Regions from separate parts of the Zea mays genome. Here region 1 is linked to region 2. The links are chromatin contacts, called in public Hi-C maps. All regions are on one chromosome and are shown on one strand. The core of a region is the stretch at or near the end of the contact, and the rest is flanking DNA. Distances in the headings are between cores, read along the strand shown. Region 1 holds the start of LOC100274549 (Transcription factor GTE7). Region 2 holds the start of LOC103645923.

Region 1 (3,741 bases), core at 669-3,168, 190 kb before region 2:
CACCGAACAAAAGATACTGCATTGTTACTTATACAACCATACTTTAATGTCATGCACAAATCATTAATTACATAAGAGGTCTGCACCAGAACAATTGTACTACAAAGAACACAAACACTAGCCCTGGCCCCCTCCATACCAGAAGGTCGATCAACTACTTTTAACACCCCAATACCTTCCACCACCAGCTTACATACACATGGTGCTAACAGACACCCACAAAGCCAGTTTGTTATCTACTACTAACTGTGTAATCGAAGCCTACGCACACCCACGTCTCAGAAACAGCTACATACTTACAATTACCACTAGCTCTACGTAAATCACCCAACAACAGAACTCAGATCATCCAAATTTTCAAATCCTAGTGTTAAGCCAAAGAATGAGCATTGCCAGCTCCTGAGGCACTGTCCCCTGAGCTCCTCGACTCAGAACCTGTAAAAGAAGGCAACAGTTAATGTAAAAAGATCTGCTCCCTGAAGAAATATGAAGTGTTGAAGGAGTACACAATGCCAGCTTGATCATATATACCACTGGACGACGAAGAGCCACTGCCAGAACCACGAGAGCCAGTCGCACCTTCAGCGTCCTTCTCGATTTCCATGGATTGGTAAGTGGCTGTTGGCATCTCATCCCCAATATCAACATACTCATCCACCTGCTCAGCCATTGTAGCGCTCCTCACAGGTTTCTCTCTCTCCTGTAAAATTAATAAACCAAAAAAGCTAGCATGAGATCCCAATTTACACATCCACTAGCTGCGACAAGAAACAAACCTCCTACCACATCATCATTGTCAACCAACGTAAGCACATTGCTGACAGGTGCAGTGTCATTCTCAGCCACAGCAGCACTGGTTACATCAGCGGCGCCACCATTCATCACCACAGCACGCTGAGATTTCTTGAGCGCTTTGTTGAAGTTAGCTACGAAACGATCAAGCTCCCACTGTGTCTCAACATCCATCTCATCAATATCAAGCTCGATCTCATCCCCCAGCATCTCCGGATTGTTGTTCCTCTTGCGCACAATCTGTAGCACATTATGCATCTTCTCTTCGGGCAAACTCTCCAGCCCCACCCTGAGCATGTTCTTCTCCTCCAGGCTCATCTCCCTCTTGTTAGGCTCCCTGGCCTTGGGCTTCCGCATCCTCACATTCCCTGCCCTCGGCTTAACCTTGGCCTCAACAGGCTCAGCTGCGGGTGGAGGTGTCAATTCAGGCGGCACTGGCCTTGGCGGCTCAGGGCGTTTGCAGTCTTCCTCGAAGCAGGCGAGCGCCTCCTTGTACATCCTCTCGAAGTAGGCGAGGAGGGCGCCAGCGAAGGTGTGGACCTCGTGGCCGACCGGGTTGTACCGCAGCGCGTTGGTGAAGGTGAGGCGGACGTCGGCCGCGAAGTCGTCGTGCGAGGCGTACCTCCCGGCGGCGAGGCCCTCCTTGACGGTGCCGAGGTCCATGGGGCGCTTGATGACGGCGTGGTAGTCGTGGAGGCCGAGGCGCTCCACCTCGACGGGCGCGTTGAACCACACGCTCCGCTTGTCCTTGCGCAGCCTGGTGAGGATCTGCCCGCACCGCTTCCGCACCTCGCCGCGGAGCCCCGCGGGCGGCGGGCCCTGCTGCTGCCAGGTGTCGATGCGGGAGAGGAGGGCGCGCACCTGGGTGAGCTCCCCCGCGAGGCGGTCCCGGAGCGCGCGGGCCTCGCGCGGGCCCAGGGACGCCGGGCGGAACGTCACGTATCCGGCCGCCGGCGAGGAGGCTGCCGCCCGCGGCTTGGACTTGGACCCGTCGGCGCGCGGGTGGGGCTGGCTGGGGTTAGGGTTGGGAGGTATGGGCGCGAGTGGGGCGCGCGTCTCCCCCCAGCCGTGGTGGCGCGCCCCGCCCTGTCCGGCCAGTAGGGCGGAGGCCATCGCCGGTGCCGGCGAGTTCCCGCGAGCTCGACTGGTGCGCTGGCAATTCGGATCCGAGAGAGAGAGAGAGAGAGAGCACGGGAGTCGGGAGGGGTGAGGGGAGTGGAGTAACTATTTGGGATATTTTTTTCGGAAGAGTAGCGGGCGAGTCTGGTCGGCGCCGAGAGAGGACGGGATCAGCACCGTTGGTGTGCTTGGGTGGAACGGATGGGATGGCTGGACAGTTTCTTCTGCGACTGCGAGCGTCGTTGCGTTTGCGTGGCCCAGTACGCTTCGGTTTGACTGATCGTTGGGGCACAGGCACAGCACAAGACAGGACAATGCGTGGGATGGATCACAGGTGCTGTTTGGTTCACGAAATGTAACGTAAAGGATAATGGTAATGGTTTACACTCGATTACGGGCGGTAACAAGTTTGAATAGTCCGGTATCAATTTTTAGTATGGTATCTAATTACGGTTGGACTAAAACAAACATAATTTAACGTTATCACTTACCCATTACGTTACAAATATTTGAACCAAACGGTACGCCAGTTCGTGTGGAGTCTGGAGTGTTGACTGAGAGATCGTCTTCAGCCTGTCCTCGGTGGATCATGAAAAGGAGGAGTATTGTAGTTTATACTATTTGATATTGTACTGTTTACGTAGTGACCTTTGAACCCGAGCTTCGTCGTGAGCATCGGTAGTTGTAAGCTTTTGGGGTCCTTCCATGAACTCTCCTCATGTTGATTCATGCATGTGAGGCGCTCTATCTGGCGCCGGCATCGGCCATCTTTCGAATCTGAGCAAAGGCATGGGTAGTTGGTAGAGATGGCAATGGGTACCCGAAACCCGAATACCCGACGGATTTTACCCTATATGAAGGCGGGTACGGGATGATTTCTCTACCCGCGGGTATGTTAATGGGTAAAAACCTCTACCCGTTGGGTAGACGGGTACGGGTATGGGTTGGTACTACCCATACCCGTCTACCCGTGGGTAAAATATACCCGCATCAATAGCACTATAAACATCTAATAGAGTCCAACTTAGCTAGAATAAAACCTTCTCTAGTTATCATTTATCTAGATACTAAGTTATGTAATCATATGATTCGTTATATGTGAAATGGAAGTTGTTTTTATATGTTTATTTAATATTTTGAGTGATTGGTACATTGGAATTTAATTCTTTCCTAGCGGGTACGGGTTACCCGACGGGTAAAAATACCCACGCGGGTACGGGTATGGGTAAGATTTTATACCCGCGAGTATATATGGGTAACCCGACGGGTAGAATTTTTTTTGATAGGTACGGGTATGGAATGGTACTACCCGACGGGTATGTACCCGTTGCCACCAAAAGAAAGCACAAAGCAGAGCAGCATCACATGTGTGGAGCAGGGTACAGGCACCAACGTGGCCCTGCTCTTTGCACAATCTCTTAGCTAAGGCTGTCTTCAGCAACGTCCTCTAAATTTCGTCCTCTAAAAAAATATTCTTTGTCCTTTACAACATCCTCTAAAAAAATTCGTCCTCTATATTTTCTTCATCTCCAGCAACATCCTCTAAAACCGGTCCTCTATATCTACAATGTTAACAGAATTCATATATTATTAATAAAACAAATATCCGTGATTATTGCATGCATATTAATCCGTATATATTTACAAAATTATGAGACATTTAAATACTGCAAATTATTTTTTATTCATATTAACAAATATGTTGTACAGATGCGCTCCATCGCGATGTTGTTGCCCGCGCTCGTTGGTCGAATAGCGGATACACAACCATCCGCCACAAATAGCGTGCGCAAGGACCATCCTCTACTTTACAGGAACCTTTACAGTTCC
Region 2 (4,097 bases), core at 1,037-3,536:
TCCAGATTATATAATCTAACCCCTTGGATTATGATAATCCATAAGCAAGTGAGGAGGTGCTTATTTCAGATTATTTTTTTCCCACTTCCCCACTACCCTTTCAAGTTTCCTAGAAATTACCCACCATTGCCATTATAATCCACCGAATCGGTTTTGCGCCTAGTACTAGTCAATTTAGGGATGAAGAAGGTGACATGAATGTCTTCCGTGATAATATTGCTAATGCAATATTTGCCAATGTCAATTGAATTTTTTTTTCATACATGAGTGTCAACCTAGTACAAATATAGAGGGCATTCTTGTCTTCCTCATACAAAAGAATTATATTAACAACTCAAATAATCTAGGTAAACAAACAGGACTACTCAGATTATATAATCCGGATTATATAATCCAGATTATATAATCCTCCAAAAATAATCCAGATTATATAATCCATGGGGGTAAACAAACAGGCCCGAAGCATATCTATCAAGAGAGTAGCACTGGATCTGCACATGTTCATGTCACTATTTTGTACTGTGACTAGAAAGGAACATCACGAACATACTACATTTTTTTTTAAAAAAAGGGGTAGAATTTTCGGTAGAAAGTTTTTTTCATAGAACAAGGAGCATCTATAGGGGCCCTAACAATCATCACGTGGGGGACCTACCTCTATCAAACCGAATCATATACAGGGAACCTACACCTAGAGCGTTGGTAACATCGTCGCATTTGTTGGCTAGCATTTTCGTCCCAACCTAAGGGGCTAAGATTCAGAATTCAAAAACCATTTCCTGGAAGGGGACTAGGATGGTCTGCGATACTATGAGACAAGCAGCTAAACAGGACCACGTGCTCCTGTCCTGAACCCAGTATCAGTGTTTGTTGCTGCACGGCACAAGAGTCAAGAACCGAGAGCCATTTTGCCCGGTTCAGAAGCTCACACCCTGACAGACCTTTTCACGATCCAAATTCCAAGCTCCACCCTTAACACAGGACGCAGCAACTCGGCAAACTGATGAAGGTGCGCACCCGCACTGATGGCCAGGCCAACCAATCAAGCACAAAAGGCTGAAACGCACGGGAAGTGCATTTGTGGCTGCACGGGCAGGGCCGGGCATGGAGACTCGGAGAGGATCCGATGATTGGGGCCCATACACATGTACTACACAGGAATCACATGAGGAGATCCGAGCACTGGAAAACGCTGCGTCTGTTGGATGGATGGGGTTTTAATTCATGGGCAGAGGATCACGGCCACCGTACTGTGCCTGCTGCACGGCCGCCTTCATAAATGGCCATGCTTCAGGGCAACGCATCTACTGACGTCCAGGAGAGTACTAAATGCGCCGACATGGCAACGGGCAGTGCGTGTTTAGTGCTGAGGATTTAACGGGGAGAATGGGTACGTAGGAGTACTAAGATTTGACTAGTAGGCTAATCCAGTTTAGCCGAAGTAAAGCGGCTCAGATTAGCAACCCAAACAGCGCGAGAGATCTAGAACACCAAAGTTGTAACGGCCTTTTAGAGCGCACATTTTTATTTTCATTAAACACCAAAACGATACTATGGTTAGTCAGTCTAGCAATAGAAATGGCATTATAGGACAAGTCAACGTTCATGATCTGAGACACAGAACGCAGCCAGAGCCTCCTCTCCTTGTCAACACCAAGCCGAAAACGAAACAAACAAGCTGGGGGGCAAGCAGGCGGTGAAGCAGCACAACGTACCTCGACGCCCACGCGGACCCCGCTCCCGCCGCCGGCCACGGCCTCCGGCGGGCGCAGCCGCCAAACCCCGGCCGCGAGCCTCCGCACCGACACCTCCGTCGCCTTCGCCTTGGTCTCCCGCGCCCGCGCGGCGTCCCCCGCTTCGTCGGCGCCAGCCTTCCTCCCCTCACCGCGCCCGCCGCCGCCACCGACGTCCCATTTCAGCAGCGGCGTCGCGGGCCCGCTCCGCCGCCCGCTGCCCGGCCCCGGCGCCGACGCCTTAACTGGCCGCCGCTTCAGGCGGCGCGGTGTCCGGAGAGCCGGGGCAGCGGACGAGGCGGCGGCGGAACGGTTCCTGGAGCTCATCTCCGGCTGTGGCTCGGCACGGCCCGCGTCGGCGGCTGCATCGGGTGGGGAGCACGGCACGGCACGGCACGGTAGGCAGACGGGCAGAGGCGAGGAGTGCGGGCGACGCACGCGGAGCGGTGTGGTGTTCTGGTGTGGGAGCGCAGGCAGAGGCTAGACGCTAGAGAGACGTTGCGGTTGCGGGGTGGCGTTGGGAATAGCCAAGTCCAAGTACCGTCGTGCCGACTGCCGAGCGCGAGCCAATGAATAGCCAACACAAGTGGGTGTTTTTGTCTAGCCGCCCGCCTAGGAGACATATGGAGTGGGTGTTTTTGTCTGGGGGCGCGTGTCCGTCGTGCCGAACGGATTTGGGCCTGACCTAGGCTAGGCTAGGGGTGGTTTTGGGATTTCTTCTCGGGATACTGTCCTCCGGTCCGGGTCGTGCAGTTTGGTTCTCGCGATTTTGCAGACGCAGGAGTTGCGCACTGTGCAACTTCACTCAAACACATCCTTTTCGTTAAAGATTAATCCAGCCCGCCATGACGCTGACGCTGAGCTCTCCCGTCCAGATCCGAACCCTGTGCTGCAGCTCGGAGATAGATCAGCAGCCTGCTTCATTCTCTTTCCTCTCTTATTAGCCATGTGACAACCTGCTCGACGTTTTTGTTTTCGTCCCGTCAAAAAAAATCTAAAATTAAAACCAGTTTAGATATTTTTCGTTCGTTTTCGACGTTTTCATCCTACTCCCGATCCATGTGACGACCTGCTCGATGGTCTCTGCTATACTATACTATGCTATGATCCGTCGTCCTCGTCTCTTGGTCTCTCGGTACCGGCCCGGACTACTATTGCCCTGCTGGGAGGAGCAGTTGGATCCATCGGCGATCGTTTTCTGTCAAGCACGGTGGTTAGATCAGATCGCGTAGGGGTACTACGGTCTACGGCATGCACGTACAAAGTGTGTAAACATGAGTCGTCATTGGTTCTTTATTAGTGCTCGTACTAGTATATTTGTATAGTACCGCCGTATAGTCAGTTATTGGTTTTCTTTGGATTCGACCATGACATGGTCGGCATCCAAAGCAGCAGCTTGCGTCGTCGCAGGTCGCATAACGCCACAACATCGATGTCGGCTCGCACATGGCCAGGCCTACGATAGACTGCATGCACTGATGTTTGTAATAATTATTTAGGTACGAATATTTATGATAATTATTATAAGTATTTACACATAAATAATTATTTAGATAATTCATCTTTTTACATAAAAGTTAACATCTTTACAGGTTAGAACTAACGGTAGTGTTATATAGTAAATTATATTTAATATTTAGTGTGAAATAAGAAAGAAATAAACCCGAAATTTTACCAGTGGCAGATAAAAAAATTGTCTCCAATAATTAATATGGCGAGAAAGTTGGAGAGGACACTACACTTATTCTGGGAAGGACAAGGCACAGCTACACTGCAGCTTCCTCGGCCACGCATGCATATCTATCCTCGACCTCGGGCCGCTGCAGTTGGAGTAAATTCTCATAAGCTCACGGTTTACAAAACCGTTGGAGAAGTAAAAACCGCCCTCCACCGGTAACAGATTACCGGCGGTAAACCAGTAGAAAACCGGCCGGTTTGATCAAATCAAATCAGTTTGAATTCAAACCGGTTTACCAGCGAAAAACCGACGCAAAACCGGTAGAAACCGCCGGTTAACCGTGAAACAAACTGATTTTTACTGTTTTTTGCAGAAAAGAATGAAAATTTTGGCAGGATTTATTTGTAGTTTGTTCAATTCACATTGTACAGTAAATATTAATTGATCCACACGGCATATGTTCACCAAAATAATATACAACCATAAACTATAGTTCTCATGCAATAAACAACTAGCGAACTTCGCAATACTCAAATACAAGTTCTTTTAACCTCTCCAACGAGGCAACGACACATAGATCAACTTATTTCACAATACTCACATGTTTAGTTCGATTCATAGTGATAGTACTCAGGCATGTTGGAAGGGTCGTGATATTGATCCAATCCGTCATACTGACAGTGATA

The links. Hi-C and Micro-C count contacts between places; a contact is called where the count stands out from the background.
Region 1: a contact with region 2 is called in a Hi-C map of tassel, with 2.6 times the contacts expected there. The contact joins the promoter of LOC100274549 here to the promoter of LOC103645923 in region 2. A contact is called at or near these places in 3 of 25 Hi-C or Micro-C datasets (leaf, leaf mesophyll and tassel).

Annotation. Positions count from the first base shown.
Region 1 is chr2:9,435,367-9,439,107 of Zm-B73-REFERENCE-NAM-5.0, reverse strand. LOC100274549 (Transcription factor GTE7) reads right to left here and starts at 1,918. Exons shown (of 3, transcript NM_001148905.1): 1 at 784-1,918; 2 at 532-700; 3 at 27-435. The coding sequence starts at 1,905. The coding sequence ends at 371.
Region 2 is chr2:9,243,000-9,247,096 of Zm-B73-REFERENCE-NAM-5.0, reverse strand. It overlaps LOC103645923, which reads right to left and starts at 2,286. Exons shown (of 3, transcript NM_001352182.1): 1 at 1,716-2,286. The coding sequence starts at 2,060.